Regions from separate parts of the Mus musculus genome. Here regions 1, 2 and 4 are each linked to region 3. Evidence: chromatin contacts called from public ChIA-PET and Hi-C data. All regions are on one chromosome and are shown on one strand. Each heading gives the region's core, a stretch centred on a gene start, on an enhancer-like site or on the middle of the called end of the contact. The rest is flanking DNA. Distances are from core to core; before and after follow the strand shown.

Region 1 (2,967 bases), core at 459-2,958, 360 kb before region 3:
TGGCCCTTGTTGGAGGATGTGTGTCACAGGGGCTGGGCTTTCAGTATCTCTCTCTCTTCCTGCTGTCTGATTATCTGGATGTACAACTCTCGGCTACCTAACATCATGTCTGCTTTCATGCTGCCATGCTTCTCACCATAACAATAATGGACTAAACTCTAAAATATAAGCCAGCTCCAGTTAGATGGTTCCCTTTATAAGAGTTGCTGTGGTCATGGTGTCTCTTCACAGCGATAGAAACCCTAACTAAGATATCATAAGTCATTTTTAAAGGTTCAGTGACTATCAAAGACAGATGAATCTGATTTTACCATATTTACCTGGAACCTGGGATTAGTTGCTTATTTACTTTGTGCCCCAGTTGCTTCCAGTAAATACAATGGGACCACTACTGGTTTTATTGATTTCTCCACTGTAAAATGAGATTGTGGTAAAGGAGTAACTTCAAGCATACTTAGACCCTTAACCTTCTTCTTCAACGATTTAGTTTTGTAAATTAGCTTGCCGCATTATGAGTGGCTCTGAGACTTTCGTAGTACTGCTTTGTTCTTCTCTCCATGCCTCCTTCCCTCATCCCTGCCCATCTTTGATGTCATGTGTAATCCTATTACTCCCTGTTTCTCCCCTTCCCAGGCCCTCCTTTAAGACCCCATTTTCCTTCTCATGGTCCTCTTTCTATAAAATTGGTGGTTTATAAATGTGATGATTGTTCAGGGTTCTTGTAGACTTGGACATCTATTTAAAATACAACCACTTCAGCATCATTTGATGCTACGTGAAAACCAAGAATATAACACGATTTCAAGTACTCCACATACACAAAGTCAAAGGGATGGGAAATGATGAAAGGAAAAGCAGTAGTCATATAGTTAATTTGGGTCTCGATGAGGAGACAATGGGTCTCTAGTCTCACCATCTCTGTGACGTTGCTTTCACATCCCGATAGGGACATATAGAACTCTCCAGCATCACGCCTGCCTGCATTCTGCCATAGGAACATCCTTCCATGATAAAGATCTCTAGAGAAAAAATTGCCCTCAGCTTTTGGTTCTCATACATCTTATGTCCTAAGGGTAGGATGTAGGGGAAAGCTAGTTCTTCCATTAGCTCCTAAACAAGTTTTATTTTAAAAAGAGTTGGTAAGTAGGCAGAATTGCTACAGTTACCTGTATCCCGTAGGGATATGTACGAGCAGATGCGATGCCTTAATTGTCCTGTGGAGCCTTCCTCAGATCTGAGTTTAGCATCACCTCAGTGTCTATGTGAAGGGGTGAGTCTCTCTGAAGTAGTGAATCTTAGGCGTGTTTGGGTCTAACGTGGAGTCAAAGCATGTGTGATGTAGAGCTGAACCTGGTGGGAGCAGTCGAGCCCGTGTCTGGTGGTGGGAGTGGTGGTGGGGAGCTTGCTTGCTTGCATTTCGGAGGAATGTGGCTTCGGGTTCTTACCTGCGCGGTTCCGGCACATGGGGAGTGGCGTGCGCGCTGCCAGGTGCGCTCCGTGGCGCTGCCGGGGCGGGCGGAGCGGCGAGAGACCAGCAGGAGCGCCGCCCGGGGCGGTTTGGTTGCGACACCCGCCCAGCTGGGCATTTCCGCTCCGTGGTCCGGGCGCGCTCCTCGTGATTCCCCCGACCGCTGCAGGTGAGGCGCCGAGGCGGGCTGGGACTGGGAGCCTGGGGGCGGCTTAGGGACTCTGTCACCAGCCAGCGAATGTCCGCTAGCGTCCCGGCGTATGGGTCTGCCTGGCGGAACGCGCTGGGCGGAGCGCGCATTTGACCCCCCACCCCCACCCCGGAAAGCTGCCCGGGCGGCCCGTGCTGTGACTGCTACCGGAGCGGAGCTGATGCTTGCTCTCGCGGGACAGACAGCTCCAACAGGTAGCTTAAGATCCTAAGGGAATGTGGCTAGCGGTTTTCAAAAGAAATGTTTTTTTAATTTTACTTTAGGAGTCACTTATGTGTGAAGAGTCCAAAACCTGAAAAAGAATCCTAAACCAACTTCTGTTGGTCCGTTTCACATCTGGATTTCCTTTGGAACCAGTAGTAAAACGCCTGGAACTTTGGCGATCCATCCCTTTGATTCTATCCGTGGTTATTATTGCTGTTTAACTCTAATCAACGAGTTATAACGTTACAGCCTCGCTTAAAACCCATTTGAGGTGTGCGTGTATTTTAACTTAGCTTAACTCCAAGCTCATTTATTTATGTTAAAAGATTTCTTCTAATTGAAGTCTTTCTCCTGGTCTGTTTCCTGTAACTGAAGTGCTTGCTAAGTGAGGAACTCTGCAGTTTGGCCTCATTTTCCTGAACCTTCTCTGAGAAGTCCCTGAGTAAGCAGGCCAGACTTCAACAATAGAGGGCATTTTTCTCTAAAAGCTAGTTTGCAAAGTTAATTGGTGGATTTTTTTTTTTTTTGTACTGAACCTTTTATTTAAACTAGTGAACTTACAAACCATGTCCTTAGCATGCAAAAGGCCCAAGATTGGCTCTCCAGCACTGGAAAATAAGCAGACCAAGTTGGGATTAGGAATGTGGCTCAGTGGTAGAATTCACCCTTCTGTGTGAAGTGGTGAGCTGGACTGACGTCTGTCTGTGGTGGTCATTAGTGGATGGCAGTGTGTGGTACAGAACCAAAACCAAAACCAAAACCCTGCAAAGGTTAATTTTTTTTAAGTACAGGATCAAGCCAGGTGTGGTGGCTTATGTCTGTGATTCCAGCACTCAGAACGCTAAAGCAGACCATCCTGGGATATGCAAGATCTTACATCAAAAAAATATCAAAACCAAAACAAATAAAAGTTTCTTCTTTATCTAGTAAGAACTTTTGAGAGCTCCAGTTCTGTCTGTCAAAGCTTGAAAAGGAGTCATGGGATGACTCTTTATTGGCCTTGGCCAGGGTCTTGTTAGGGGAGAGGACCCTCTGCCCTACAGACTAGTGCTGTCATGTTTGAAGAGGGACATGGTCCATGGGA
Region 2 (2,979 bases), core at 261-2,760, 440 kb before region 3:
ACAAAAACAAAAACAAAAAACAACAATAACAACAAAAAAAACCTATAAGCCCCAAATAAACTCTTTCTTCTATAACTTGCCTTGGTCGTGGTGTCTTCTCACAGCCGTGGAAAAGTAACTAAGACAAGTTCTATGGGCTAGCAGGAGCAGAAGCCCAGAGTGACACTCTAGCTGAGGAGCACGATGTGGTCCAGAAACTCCCAACGCAGAGAAAGCATAGGGCTCTGAAGGGCTCTGAAGGGCTCCTGTGCCGCCACTTTGATTTTGGATGTCTACACTCTTCTGGGAATACATTTCTGGTGTTTTAAGCTCACTGACTTGGGGCAATTTCATTCAGTCCCTCTTAAAATACCAACACGGGAAAGCAGTTTAAAGCAGTGAAGCCCAGTTAAGTATTGGGCTTGTTATTTCTCGTTGGTACTTGAGGTATGAGCTCAGTCCTATGAGATTACGTACAACTATAGACCTTGTCTAGTGGAGATACAAAGAGTTCCTATCTAACAAAAAGGCAAGCCTAAAGATTACAATATTTTTGCCTCATAGGATACTAATGCGTTTTGTTCCAAACTAATAAGCAAAAAAAAAAAAAAAAGTTGTTTTTTTTTTTTTTCCGGTAGAAATAATTCCTCTCATTTCTCATTCAGATTGCTTTCCACTGTTCTGTTCCTTTAGTGGAAATCTGGATTGAGCTTTCACACTGCTTCATTCTATATGAGAGTCACTTTTTCCTTTTTTGAGAATCACACTTTACCAACACCCTGATCTTCAAGTCTGCACATGATCATGAGCTGGTCTACATCAATGTTCCTCTAAAAGCAGGAAAGACTTTCTTTCAAAAATCATTCTCCCTGTCAGGGGCCTGTACAGCCCATGCTTGACAGGGGTAGCTCATGACTGCTTTCAGGATATCTGCTCTATTGTCAGGTATATACCATCAGGAAGTTTATCTGGCTAACACAAAATCCCCTCCCATCTCTTGCTTCGTGGTTTGACTTGTGATTCTTTGACAAACATAAAAATCTCACTGACAGCTCCTGGGATATTCTAGTTTTTTGTTGTCTGGTGTAAGTCTCAGCATGGACTCTTAAGTTCCACATGAATTTAAACACACTACAGCACATGCCTAATACTTCACTTTACTGTCTGCATAACTAATATTGATAACAAACTTCATCATTGTAGATCACCGGCCACTGAGCAAAGCAGCCACCTTCTTGATCAGACTGGTTGTGCCTCCTTGCAAAAGAAACCATCATGATAAGCTGTTGATGTTTCTTCATAGAAGTTGTGGGGGATGTCAGTGAACCCCTACTGAGGTTCCAGATACCCCTTCTAGACATTTGCATGCAATTTTGCACTAAATATGTGTAGCCTAGAGAAACAGAAGGTGCTATAGTTTAAAGAGTAGGAGGGTTAACTGAAGCGAGCTCCATTTACATAGGTATATGGAAATCATCATTTACTCTGGGTGAAAACTTTCTAGTGTGGTTGCTTTGAGGTCACCTACACTCTTTTAGGGAATCCCCTAACCACTGCTCTACAAGTAAACTAAGAAACTCACTGGTTTCCCAGGGTGAACTGTACCTTGGTTTGTCACTATGACCTTACTGGGATGGGGGAAGGGTAGACATTGTTTGCATCTCCCCAGGAAAAGAATTCTCACAATAGAATACCAGATTCCTGTTATTAGCTTGTAAAAGAACAATTTCTCTGACACATGCTGCACAATTGGCAAAGATAAACTGTTATTGTTAGTGTGCACAATTGGCAAAGATAAACTGTTATTGTTAATGACCATGCAGAAAATAAGCAGACGCACATTAACACAACTCTCACCTTAAAGGGAGTAAGTAATAATTTACTCTGGAGACAAAATCAAGTATGGCTATATATTAAGCTTGGTTCTCTAGAGTAACAGAACTTACAGAATGAATCGTGTGTGTGTGTGTGTGTGTGTGTGTGTGTGTGAAAAGGATTTATTAATATGAATTACAGGCTGTGGTCCAGCTAATCCAACAATGGCTGTGTATGAAGGAAAGGTACAATAATTCAGTAATCATTCGGCCCACAAAGCTGGATGTCTCAGTTGGTCTTCAAGTAAATGCCAGAATCCCAAAGACCTAGACTCTAATGCCAGTGAAGGAATGGACTTGCTATTGAGGTGAGAGCAAGCAGGCAAAGAGAAAATTCTTCTTCTTTCATGTACTTATCTAGGCTTCCAGCAGGAGGCATGGCCCAGATTAGAGGACTGTCTTCCCATATCAAAAGTCCAGATTAGAGGTAGACCTTCCCAGTTCACATTAAGCAAAAATCCCTCACAGGTGTGCCCTTCCACTTTTGTGTTGTAGTTAATTTCAGATGTAGTCATGTTGACAACCAAGAATAGTCATCCCAGCCTCAAGTCACAGTTATAGGTTGCCCCAAATTCCATGTTCCAATGTAGAAGGAGTTTATAAAGTCATACAGTTTTATACAACAAAGAAAGTTATAAATCAAGGCAAGTTTAAAATATACTGGCTGGTACTTCAAAGAAGCATTTACAGCAGGATGGAGGAAGTCCTGCTACAGGCTCAGACACTGGTTTTGGGTTGGTGGAAGTTAGTGATCTGCTAAGTCAATAGATTTTTTATAGGGTTTTATCCATCAGTCACAGGATGTTAGTTTCCTACACAAGAGGTGGGCAAGAAATGGCTGTTCGGGGAGCAATAGTTAGCCCAAAATAATTAGTCTCTGGATCTGCAACACTCCACCCTCTCTCTCCATACCACTGCAGTTGAAATCAGCCAGTCTTTACAGACACAGCCCCATTCCAGGGATTCTCATTGACACTTTCGTTATTATTAGCCTATTTATTTTAAATAATGATTCCCTTCTGGGGGTGTAAAGAAATAGATTATAAGAAAGACTCTTTATAATTCTTGACTGATATGCACCTCAGGATGTGTGTAGGCATGAGAGAGTGAACTGTCTGAAGACCTG
Region 3 (2,857 bases), core at 210-2,709:
CAAGTTCAAGGCCAAGTTTCACAATGAACAATTTCTACAAAGGACCATGTAGGCTTCCGTGGCCTTTGTGGTTTTGTTGTCTAGATTTTTTCCCATGGCCCTAAAAGCCAAGCAGAAGGCCTGTTCCTCATCCTCCTCAGCCTCATGACCACCTCCATTCCTCATTCCTGAGAACTGCATCTGTTTCATTTATTATGGAGTGGTTAGCTCTGAGTAATGGGGGAAATATATTCCCCAGAAAGAGATTGAAAATTAAGTAGGAAAGATAGCAGATCAGCTTGAGGGAAGCAGCAACCATTAGCACATGTGGGGATCAACAGCCTGACGATGTTCCAGGGGCAGAAACTGAGTCATACCTCCCCTTAAGCAGCCATGAGAACCTGGCATAAAAGAAATCCTTCCAAGGTATTTACATCTTACACCCCTGCACTGCAGTGAGATAGCCAACCCACACGAGAATGGAGGTCATTATAAGGAAGGTCAGGCCTCCTCACACACATAAACCAGTTCAATAGCTCACAAGAACATGGCGAATCCTTTAGAAATGTAGTTAGAGGCAGTTGCGAGCTGACAGATGTGGGTGGTGAGAAACAAACTCTTAACCACTACAGTCATCTCTCCAGGCCCTGAATCCACATTCTAAAAACCTTTGATGCTAATGAGAAACACTACCAAACTCAAGTTGTACTCTACAAATGAAAAATGGAACAAAGACTGAGCCTCTCTAAAACCTGTGATACAGGGGCTGGGTGATGACTCACTGGGTAAGAGCACAAGGGAATCGGAGTTCAAATCTCTAACAATCACAATAATGCCTAGGCATGGCCAATCAAGTGCCTATAACCCAGGCATGGCAAGAGGGAGAGACACGAGGATCCTGGGGCTTGCTACAGGCCCAATTGCAGGTTCAGTGAGAGACCCTGTCTTGAGGGACTAAGTCAGAGAACGATAGAGCAGGACCCCAGATATCATCCTCTGGCCTCCACAAGGACATGAGCACATGCACACGTGCTTACATGCTCACATGCACGCACATATTAAAGAAGGAAAACAGAAAAGAAGCCTACAACACTTCACCAATGCAATAAATAATGACAATATCACTACAATTCAATCAGTCCACTGAACATCATGTGGCAACAAGAAATAAAACCAGTCCACCTCGGCCATTGAGATTTTATTTTTATTTTTAAAATCCTTACCTTTTCTTTAGGCTCATATTCCACAGAACTGAGACTTCTGGACACCACTAGGCATTGGTATGAATAGACTGGAGCATGCTATTTAAAAATAGAAGAAAAACAAAAGTGAAAGCAGTTAGACTCTTGTGGGTTTTACCTTTTCTCGGGGTTCTTTTCCAGTTTGCTTCTACCCAAGAGTTTCAGTCTATATACACAGTGCTAAGAATGGAACTTAGTTACGGAGAGGAAACCTCAACTGAAGACACGTCCCCTTGGCATGTAAGAAGAACCAAAGGTGTGGCAAAAGAGGAAGAGAGCGAGTGAGCGAGGGGTGGCACGTCACGGGCAGCCTCTGGTGGGTGACTGAGAGTGCAAGGTCAGAAATGCCACAAACCTCAGGGATTTACAGAATTTAAACGGAGGACCGTTTCTTTGTGTGTGTGCTTCTGAGGTGTGTGCTTCTGAGGCAGAGATCAGTCTATCATTCCCAAGGCCCTAGGTACTTAGTAAGCAAATAAATAAATAATAAAGTGATGGCTTTAAGGATTTTTCAATTTTAACAATGACTAGTAACTAATAAAAATGTCCCTTTTTTTATTTGTTGAAATTTTAAAAAAAAGTCAGGAGTTATAACTTTTTTCTGGCACAAAAAGGATTTGATAGATAAAAGTCCGAAATGATCAAGTTCACATCTAGTATGTTATTAACTATTTCTGAAGAAATGCCTTAAGACATTAAGAAAATGAGTAATAAAAATTGTAACAAACACGGGACGAGGTCTGACTATGCCTATAACTGGATATCTTTAATATTGGTTTAGGTTTGAATTTTGGTTCTTTGGTTTTGAAACAGGGGCTCACTGTGCACAGGCTCTAGCTAACCTGAAACTAGGTCGACCAGGCTGACCTCAAACGCTCAGAGATCCAAGTGCTGGTAGGAAGGATACACACCATCCTATCCAACTGGATGTCTGTGTTTGTACAAGTGTCTTTCAAAAGTGTATGTGTCATTTTATGCTCTCTTTATAGGAATGTCTACATTCTATAACTGTCGTTCAAATTCCTTTTTTTAATTTCTCAATATATTATTTCTCTTTTTTTTTAAAAAAAAAAAATATATATATATATATATATATATTATTTCTCTATGTAACCTTGGCTATCCTGGAACTTACTCTGTAGATCAGGCTGGCCTCAAACTCAGAGATCCACTTATCTCTGCCTCCCAAGTTCTAGGATTAAAAGGGTGTATCACCACCACCAGACTCAAACTGGATTTTCTTTCACGGCTGTGTTATAAGGATTCTTGATATATTCTAGACTCATACCTCCATTGTATATATAACCACAATTATTTGATTTTATTCTATACATTTGTTTTTTACTTTCTACATGTCCTTTGAAACTTAAAAAAGTTAAATTTGATTAAATCTAATTCCTTGTTTACCAGTAATGAATTTTTTGGAGGAAGAAATATTATCTTTATGCATTTTTAAGTCACAGCTCATAAGCTAAATCAGAAAGTTAAAACAAGAAAAGTTGCATAACCAAGTTTTAAGAAGGCGATGTGTTGGGACAGTATCTGGATGTGTTGGGACAGTATATGGATCTGGGGATAAAGTGCTTGCCGTGCAATGCTGAAGACATGAGTTTGATCCCTGGAACCCATGGTGGAAG
Region 4 (2,759 bases), core at 196-2,695, 270 kb before region 3:
ATATAATTATCTAGCTATCACCTATCTACCTACTAGATACATATCTATAATCAACCAATCATCTATTATCTATCCATCTATCATCTGTCATGTCTATTTATCAATCTATCATCCATCTACCATCTATTTATTATCTATCTATCTATTTATCTATCTGTCTATCTGGCGAACAATACTCTAGGACTTGAACCTAGAGCCTTGTATATGCTGGTTAAATGCTCTACTATTAAACTACGATCACCCCTTTCTACTTTCTATTCATTTTTTGTCATGTATTACATCTTGACTGCAGTTTCCACTCCCTCCACTCCTCTTAGTCCTCTTCCAGATCCACTCTTCTTCTGTTTCTCAAAAAAAAAAAAAAAAAAAAAAAGAGCAGGTCTCCCAGGGATCTCAATTGAACACAGAATAACAAGAAGTTAAAATATAACTTGAACAAACCCTCATAATCAAGTCTGGGCTGTATGAGATAACTCAGTAAGAGGAAAAGGGTCTCAAGCACAGGCAAGAGAGTCAGAGATGCCCCTACTCACTGCTAGGAATCAAGCTAATAATCATAAAACATATGGATAGACCCTAGCTCAGGCCTGTACTGTTTGTAGCTTCAGTCTCTGTGAGCCCCCATGATCCCTACTTAGTCAATTCTGTGGGCCATGTTCTCATAGTATCCTTGACCCTGATGGCTCCTACAATCCTCCCTCTCCCTTTTCTTCAGAATTTCCAGAGTTCTACCTACTGTTTTTCTGTAGGTCTCCACATCTGTTCTCCTCAGTTGCTGAATGAATAAGACCCCTCTGATGACAGCTAGCCTAGGCACAATCAATGAGTATAGCAGAGTATCAGGAGGAATCATTTCATAGCTTTTCTCTCCCAGTCATGTTTGGTTCTTTCCTAGGTCTCTGGCTGCCCTGCCTCTGGTTCCTGGCCATCTAGGCAGTGTCAGGCATGGGTTCCCTCTCATGGTATGGGCCTCAAGTTGGTTATCTATTTTGTATTTTAATACAAGGTCTAAGTTGCCCTTGTTGCCTTGACCTTGGGATCTGCCTGCCTTCAGCCTCTATCTAGATGGGATTATAGGCCTGCATTGCCAGGTTCTATTTGGTTAAGGCTTTTATTATGTTTATTATGTTCTAATTGAGAAGGTAAATCTTTAAATCAGACAGCATGTTTAATCTAGTTTTCTGTCTATAACAGAAACAGTTACTTGGGGAAAAAGTATTACCTTTGGGGAAAAAAGCTCTCCCACTGTAGTGGCTGGTTTTGTGTCAACTTGACACAAGCTAGAATTATCACAGAGAGAAGATTCAGGTAAGGAAATGCCTCCATGAGATCCAGCTATAAGGCATTTTCTCAATTAGTGATCAAAGGGGGAGGGCCCCTTATGGGTGGTATCATCTCTGGGCTGACTTCCTTCAGTGATGAACAGCAATTTGGAAAGTGAAAGCTGAATAAACCCTTTCCTCCCCAACTGCTTCTTGGTCATGATGTTAGTGCAGGAATAGAAACCCTGACTAATACACCCACCAAATACAGAAGCAGATGACTGTAGAAGTAGGGAAATAGGGGCCTTTGGCAGCATGGGACATCAGATCTCAAAAGTCAACCCACAAGGGTTAAGAGTTCTTCGCCTGGCATTCAGGCATCACAAACAAAGCCAAAGGGTCACTGGTAAAACTCCAAGCCCCAGATGCCTGGTGCTAGGGCCACACTCTGGACTATGTTGGTGCTGCAGCTGTCCTCCCAATACAAACCCACCTGAATTCTGCCACCTTTGTCTTTTTTGTGTACATTACTACTTATGTGCATATGTGCATGTCTGTGTATGCTTTGTGTCCAGAAGAAGGTGTCAGATTCTCTAGACCTGAACTTACAAGTATTTGTAGGCACCCTATATGGATTCTTTTGCAGTGTGTGTGTGTGTGTGTGTGTGTGTGTGTGTAGGGGGGGGTGCACAAAGGTTCTTCTGCTCACAGGTAAGTACTAGGGGAACAAACATGTTTACCATATGGGGTTGTGTTTTCAAAGGGAGAGATGTATTACCTGTTTTCCACCTAGAAGGCCAGGAGCAGGTGTGATTAATTATCTGTGTGTGGCAGAGACCACACTGGATCATTCCACAGAGCCTTATGATCAGTTTGTCAATCTATAGAATCCATCTTTATGGAAAAATGTCATGTGTACTTTACAGTTTCAATGTAGTCATACCTTAAGTTTTATTGTACACATGGGATTGAGTTATTTATCATAAAAAAATTGTGTTGTGCTTACATATACCGAAAATAAACCATTGAGGGTCAGACTCCCAGAGTTTGCACCAACACTGGCTACTGAATCATGTTGAACTGACTGCCTTCTTGCCTCCCGTGAACTGTCACAGTGGTCAAAAGGACTCCTGTACATCAGCAGTAAGGCTTGCAATCACTGGGCCCCATCCCTGTTTCTAACAGGCATCATCTCACCTGCAGGAGGGAGTAACAGTTGCTTTTGAATACTCTACAAGAATTCATCAAGCATGGGCTCTCTGCACCCACACACCCACACATGTTAAAGTTTGTTTTAATTGAATGACTTAATCAGAAAGGTGGTGGGACAATCTTTTGGGCATGGAAAACTAAAAATTCATTGTTAGAAACTATACACTGGTTCCCTTACCGCTAAATACAGGAGATATATTTCAAACCAGATCACTTAAATGGTGTCTTTGATGCCTGATAACTAACTCAGGTAATTAGCATTGGGATCCTAGGAATTACCTGAAT

What was found. A called contact is a pair of places that touch in the nucleus more often than the background predicts. ChIA-PET counts read pairs in DNA pulled down with a chosen protein or histone mark.
Region 1: a contact with region 3 is called in an RNA polymerase II ChIA-PET map of memory CD8 T cells, with 32 read pairs. The contact joins the promoter of 4930594M22Rik here to the enhancer-like site in region 3. A contact is called at or near these places in 3 of 39 promoter capture datasets (hippocampal neurons and liver), 1 of 484 Hi-C or Micro-C datasets (liver), 4 of 115 datasets of contacts at active chromatin or transcription factors (the 230-238 cell line, effector CD8 T cells, embryonic stem cells and 1 more) and 3 of 9 other capture datasets (adipose tissue, embryonic stem cells and pancreatic islet).
Region 2: a contact with region 3 is called in an RNA polymerase II ChIA-PET map of memory CD8 T cells, with 6 read pairs. The contact joins two enhancer-like sites. A contact is called at or near these places in 1 of 115 datasets of contacts at active chromatin or transcription factors (memory CD8 T cells) and 1 of 9 other capture datasets (adipose tissue).
Region 4: a contact with region 3 is called in a Hi-C map of Th1 cells, with 2.4 times the contacts expected there. The contact joins two enhancer-like sites. A contact is called at or near these places in 1 of 484 Hi-C or Micro-C datasets (Th1 cells) and 3 of 115 datasets of contacts at active chromatin or transcription factors (the 230-238 cell line, CD8 T cells and astrocytes).

The regions. Positions count from the first base shown.
Region 1 is chr14:122,911,771-122,914,737 of GRCm38.p6, reverse strand. It overlaps 4930594M22Rik (RIKEN cDNA 4930594M22 gene), which reads right to left and starts at 1,708. Exons shown (of 2, transcript NR_155287.1): 1 at 1,446-1,708. Ggact (gamma-glutamylamine cyclotransferase) reads left to right here and starts at 1,573. Exons shown (of 3, transcript NM_145466.2): 1 at 1,573-1,637.
Region 2 is chr14:122,996,217-122,999,195 of GRCm38.p6, reverse strand. No RefSeq gene overlaps it. Among named protein-coding and RNA genes, the nearest start is that of Tmtc4, 14 kb to the right of the region's middle. Within about 2 kb of position 1,510, at least 13 of the 459 cell types and tissues checked have an H3K27ac peak or open chromatin away from gene starts, as enhancers often do. A contact at or near this core is called in memory CD8 T cells, where this site is marked.
Region 3 is chr14:122,556,138-122,558,994 of GRCm38.p6, reverse strand. It overlaps Pcca (propionyl-Coenzyme A carboxylase, alpha polypeptide), which reads right to left. Exons shown (of 24, transcript NM_144844.2): 2 at 1,203-1,280. Among named protein-coding and RNA genes, the nearest start is that of Pcca, 23 kb to the right of the region's middle. Within about 2 kb of position 1,459, at least 82 of the 459 cell types and tissues checked have an H3K27ac peak or open chromatin away from gene starts, as enhancers often do. A contact at or near this core is called in the 230-238 cell line, CD8 T cells, Th1 cells and 2 more, where this site is marked.
Region 4 is chr14:122,829,372-122,832,130 of GRCm38.p6, reverse strand. The region is part of intron 21 of Pcca (propionyl-Coenzyme A carboxylase, alpha polypeptide); the gene reads right to left. Among named protein-coding and RNA genes, the nearest start is that of Gm46488, 80 kb to the left of the region's middle. Within about 2 kb of position 1,445, at least 12 of the 459 cell types and tissues checked have an H3K27ac peak or open chromatin away from gene starts, as enhancers often do. A contact at or near this core is called in CD8 T cells and Th1 cells, where this site is marked.